Regions from separate parts of the Sus scrofa genome. Here region 1 is linked to region 2. A link is a contact called in public promoter capture Hi-C data. All regions are on one chromosome and are shown on one strand. Each heading gives the region's core, a stretch centred on a gene start, on an enhancer-like site or on the middle of the called end of the contact. The rest is flanking DNA. Distances are from core to core; before and after follow the strand shown. Region 1 overlaps DPY19L1 (probable C-mannosyltransferase DPY19L1). Region 2 holds the start of DPY19L1 (probable C-mannosyltransferase DPY19L1).

Evidence for each region. Promoter capture Hi-C pulls out the DNA fragments that hold promoters and counts their contacts.
Region 1: a promoter capture Hi-C map of liver shows a contact between it and region 2, with 6 times the contacts expected there. The contact joins the enhancer-like site here to the promoter of DPY19L1 in region 2. A contact is called at or near these places in 1 of 5 promoter capture datasets (liver), 5 of 47 Hi-C or Micro-C datasets (embryonic fibroblasts, heart right ventricle, liver and 1 more) and 2 of 2 datasets of contacts at active chromatin or transcription factors (alveolar macrophages and skeletal muscle).

Annotation. Positions count from the first base shown.
Region 1 is chr18:39,008,657-39,011,469 of Sscrofa11.1, forward strand. The region is part of intron 29 of DPY19L1 (probable C-mannosyltransferase DPY19L1); the gene reads left to right. All of the region lies in intron 6 of NPSR1 (neuropeptide S receptor), which reads right to left. Among named protein-coding and RNA genes, the nearest start is that of NPSR1, 200 kb to the right of the region's middle. Within about 2 kb of position 1,330, at least 2 of the 83 cell types and tissues checked have an H3K27ac peak or open chromatin away from gene starts, as enhancers often do. A contact at or near this core is called in liver, where this site is marked.
Region 2 is chr18:38,800,022-38,802,721 of Sscrofa11.1, forward strand. DPY19L1 (probable C-mannosyltransferase DPY19L1) reads left to right here and starts at 1,322. Exons shown (of 47, transcript XM_021079309.1): 1 at 1,322-1,721. The coding sequence starts at 1,424.

The DNA.
Region 1 (2,813 bases), core at 80-2,579, 210 kb after region 2:
TGAGATTGTTATCATCTTTTTAAGACTATGAAAATAGTCTCCTAAGTTGTCACCTTGACTTCTCCAGTCTCATTTCTTACCAATCTGTTTTCCACCAATCTGTCTGCTTATTTCCAGGGGAATCTTCTAGTGAAACTGTTTGGGAACCAGTCTGATTCCATCACTCCTGTGCTTGTGAGCCTTCCAACCCTAATTCCTATACATGGCTTGAAACTCAACCTCCTGGTCATTTTGCCACCTCCCAGCCCCTTAATGTCATCTTCCATGACTTCTCGCTCCCAGTTCATTCTATAGCAGTACCAAAGTAGTCTTCGATGTTCCTAAGAGAAATATCTCAAAACAATTGTGAAACTCCATTTTCTTGAATGTCACACAATTTCTTTCCATACAATGCAGTAAATTATTGCTGAGAAATTTGTGGCTTCCAATAATGCAGGACTGAGGTAATTTATTTACATATTTATTTAAAATTAAAAAGGTATATTTTATTTATTTAAAAAATTTAATGTATAGTTGATTTACAATGTTCTGTCAATTTCTGATGTACAGCAAAGTGACCCAGTCATATATATAATTTTGTCGTATTATCTTCCATCATGTAGGACTAAGGTAATTTAAATAGCAATTATAGTATACCTTTTCATGAAAATAATCTCCACGTAATGTTGCATTATATCACCCCAGTAAGACTAATTAAGAGTGACGGAAGATGTTAATTATTCCTATAGAATCCGCATTTGTACAGAGGTGTGATTTAGAAGGCTTCTCCTCACAAAGCCCTATTATCCAAATCCTGCAAAGAGAAAATATTTTTTAAATTTCCAACCAGTTTCATTTTTCAACATACGCTATTCGAAGCCTTAATGGTACTTCTGCTGTGCAAGTTTCCTGCAAAGAACAGACAGCTACCTTAAGTTAACCACCATTTTATCATTAATTTATTTTATCTCTAGTTAGTCAGACATTCGTTAAAAGTTTCACAAGTCACCTTTATCTCTTTCTAAATGTTGCACTTGTTATCATTCAAACTTTAACAGATAAATGAGTTAATGTTTCTCTTCTCTGTCATTTATTCAGAACTTCCCTTTTCTGCCCAAGAATTGTTAACCTCTTGCTCTTTATGGCCACCTAGTATTGGTGCTAAGCACAAAAAAGTAGTTTTGTGGCTACTTTTCACTAGATAGCAGCCTTATATTATAAGTAAGCATGTGTCTGCCATGACAAATACACAAAGAGATATCTAGCAGAGCTCGGCCCCCCTAGGTGTGTGGTTGACCTCAGGTGCAAGTGTAGTGATGTGTTCTGCACACTACCCTTCAAGCGTGGAGGGTAGTCCGGCCTCAGTGAAACTGAAAATCAATAAATGTCATGGCTCCTCTCGTAAGGAAACCAGAATAGTCCAAAAGAGAGCCTAAGATTCTGTCATGGATAAACAGAATAGTCCCAGAGCAACCCTGGGAATTCTCACTGAGTTGCCTGGATAATGAGCCAGTGGGGCCAGGGGGTTTCCGAGGTCAAGACATGGGGCTGCACCTGAACTCACCCCCACAAGTCTCAAGCTGGCAGCTGGCTTTCCTAGTTGCTTCCTGCTCTAAACAAGTGACCTGTACACCTTACTGCTCAGTGCTCAAATGGTCCTTTTTTTCTGCCACGCCCTTCCTCCCACTGATACACTTGCTCTGTGGCTCCATAAATGAGAAAGGTGAGCAACTGAGGAAGCTGGGCTCCTCCCTGGAAGGTACATTCCTGGCCTGTCCTGGCACTCCTGGAGCTAAGACATTAGAAAACTGTGCTCTTTTTACTAACCCTCTCTTTGCAAGTTTCATCAAAAACTCTGTCTTTTATCCACAACCAGCGAGGTGAACTCTGACTTGAGCCCTATTACCTGATAGACTTTTAGTGTCAGGTATGAATTCTGGAAACTGAGAATTCAGAGTGAACTATACCCCTCTCCTTTCACCTTTTGTTCTGCCCAGGATCCCTCCCTCTATGGGCCACCTGCTGGGACTTCAAGATCCATCTGCGCAGAATTAACCCTGTCCCCTGGCCCCCATCCAAAGCAGAGAAAAATCACCCTCTCCCCTGTGCTACTGAAAGTTGCAACAGACCCAGGCAGTTCTCAGTATTGGGACATTGTTTTCAATGATTAAGCCATCCTGGGAGTCAGGGGTTTACCCCAACTATTTATTTTTTATGTACAATTACTTTTTAATTGCATAAGTAATATGTATTGAAAAATTTAGAAGTATTAAAAAGTAAAATATGACCCAAGAGATGAACACTTTTCCGATTTTATTAAATAAAAATGGCCTGATGCACTACCAATTTCTTGAAACCTACATTCTTTTCTTGATGGGCAGACATGGTAGTTCATTGTTATTTTAATTTGCATTTATTCAGTTTGTGACAACACTATTTAAAATAGGCTTAGTGATGAATTACATTTCCGTTTTATGTCGTCCCTATCCACAGGTTTGTGTTTATTTTGCCATTAAGTATTTTTCTTTGCATTACAGATTTGTAGGAAGTCCTTATTGTTGAGTCTATCAACTCTATTTTTTTTTTCTTGGTCTTTTTAGGGCCACACTTGCAGCATATGGAGGCTCCTAGGCTGGGGGTCAAAGTGGAGCTGTAAGCCACTGGCCTATGCCACAGCCACAGCAACACCAAATCTGAGCTGTGTCTGCAAGCTACACCACAGCTCACAGCAATGCCGGCTCCTTTAACCCACTGAGCAAGGCCAGAGATTGAACCCACTTCCTCATGGATGCTAGCCTGGTTCGTTAGCACTGAACCATGATGGAAACTCCCAA
Region 2 (2,700 bases), core at 72-2,571:
ATAATTCACTGCCTTTAAAAAGTAAGTGAATGCCGGTATTAAGTTACTTAAATCACTGGGCAGAGAAACAAGGGAGAGGACCCATAGCCACGTGAAGCCTCTAGGATTACAGTGGAGATAATCAGAATCATGTGGCTTGATATACAAAATTGGGAACTAAGGACAACTTTTTGGAACAAGCTCATTGGATTTAAAGGTAAGGAACATTTCGGTGATCCACGAGGCTGCAGGGTTTTGTGCAAAAAATGCAGGGATGTGGGGGCGGGGGTGGAAGGTAAATGAAAGTTGCCTGGTTTTCCCAATCTTCCTAGGCTTCCTTCAGTCATGCCTTCTGCTGCTGCATGAAAGAAAATACGTTTTCAACTAAAGGCTTGTATTTAACATCAAATAAAGTTCTACTCTCTTTCAAGCCATAAGGTTATATAGCATTTGAAACTAACAGGACATTCTCATTGCTAATCTTTCCTTCTCAGTCCATTCAATTTTATTACCCTCAGTCTAGGCTGCTACCCCTGGTTTTTGGTTTTAATGTCAGGCACACACTTCTGTCCCGACCTTTATCAGCTCACCCTGATACTCTACTGCCATTTTAAATCGGGTTGCCCCGCTCGTCGGGTTTGTGAAAGCGGAAGCTGCACTAGGCAGCGTTCTAAATTACGAGGCCACACAGGGTGGAGTAACGTGACCCTTTGGCTGGACTTTGGGCAGCTAGCCTTTTAGCAGCAGGGCCACCGAGAACTCCAGAGCGCACACACAGCGCCCCCAAGTGGTCCTTCTCTAGCGCCTCCTCCCGGGTCTAGCCGCCTCCGCAACGAGTTGCTTGGGCCACGCGGGCTTCACCGAGCTCCACTTGCAGCCTTAATCGGGTCCAAAACTTCGACCAGCTGCGCCCGCCCAGAGAGGGCCCTTCTTCTTTCCCCGTCGCTCCCAAAGGGTGGGACCGCCACTCCCGCTGGGCAGTCCGCGTCCTCAAACCTGCAGATTCCTGCGCGGGTTCCAAACCTGGCCGGGGTCGCTGGGCGGCCCGGGGTCGGCCCCCGCCCCCGCCGGAAGTCGGCGCGTGCGCGCTTGCCGGCCGGGAGCGCGCGTCCGGCGCGGAGGGGCAGCAGGGGCGGGGCCGCGGCTGCGGCCGCTCGCGGGGTGTCCCCGCCCCCGCCCCCTGGCGTTCCACGGTCGCCGTGACAACCGGAACGGCGGCAACGGCGGCGGGCGCGCGAGTCCGGCGCCGCCTCCCGGCAGCACCGCCAGGCAGGCAGCCGCCGCCCGGCCTTGCAGTTCTCCCCGCCTCCCCGCCGGCGGGGAGGGACCGGACCGCCCTCCGCCCGCCCGCCGGAGAGTGAGCGGCGCCGGGGCCGCCCCGCCAGCCCGCCGTTCCCCGGCCGCCGTCCGGGCGCGCGCAGCGAGCGGGCGCGACTATGCCAAGATGGTCCTGCAGGCGCGGAACAAGCACCGGGAAGCGGCCCCCAAGCCGCCCCAGCCGCCCCGCGCCTCTCAGTCGCCGCTAAGGGGGACGCCAGATGTCGGCGCCGGGGAACCCGGGCCCGAGCGCGCGCCCCCGTCCCCTCGGCGCAAGGGCGCCGCGGGCAGGAAGGGGCTCCGCGCGGAGCCCGCCGCGCCGGCGGCCGGGGGCGGCCTCGGGGGGCGCTTGGCGGCTCGACTAAGCGGGGCGCTGGGCCTGCGGCGCTCGGGGCGCGGCCGGACCTGGACCACGCTCCTGTTAGGTGAGCAGCCCAGCGCGCGGGCGCCGCCGGGACGCGGAACTTTGAGGCACGGGTCCCCCTCTCCCCCTCCGCTCCTCTCTCCTCCGGCTTCTGTGCCGCCGAGCCCCGCCGGCCGGTTTCCGTCAGTTTGCAGCCCTCTCCGACTTTTCCTGGGACGTCCTTACCTTCTCCTCCCCTCCCCCGCCCTGGCTCAGCCTTCCTCGCTCCCTTCCTACCCGCTCTCAGTGTCGGCTTTAAAAAAAATGGCCCCGAGATCAACAGCTGCCCGGTCTGGCCGCGAACTGGCAGGTCTGCGCTAACGAGACTTGGGCGCTGCTGATTGGCGCGGACCGGCTGCCTTCCCGTTATCTCGGCCCCTGCTCCGGAGGATGGTTTGCGATTACTTGGAGCCCAAAGCAAAAGCAGGTTGCCTGTCCTAGAAAGTTGCTAAACTTATAATTAAATTTTAGCGTGCTTTTTTTCTTCTTGGCTGCAACCACAGCTGGTGGCACTTAGTGATTCCCCTCCGCACATCACTTTCCCGGTTGTGTTGTGTTTTGGGCGCCTGAGCTGGGACACTGCTGACCTGGCGAACGATTGGTTTGGAGGGCTGCCCTCGTCTTTCGGGCCTTGACCAAACGGATGATACGTAGCGATGAGCTGAAAGAAATAAAGTTAAATTGTTCACATGTTGTGGACCGTTTTGAGGTTTCCTTTGTTTCCTGATTGACATTCTGATAAGGCAAGTTATAGCAGTTTGGATAATAGGCCAGATTTTTCTTAAGTCAGCAAGTAAAATGCTGTAACACTACTTTTCCAATATAATGTTGTTAATGGGCTTTGGCTGCTTAATTATTTAACTATTGGTGATTTATCCCTTATTACCCTTTCACATTCCCTTAGTGACCCAAAAGGATTTGGAGTTCAGTGTAGACCAGGGAATAGGACAGAGCAAATAGTCTTCCCCTGAGATCACAGCCATCACTAGAAGCGACTCAAT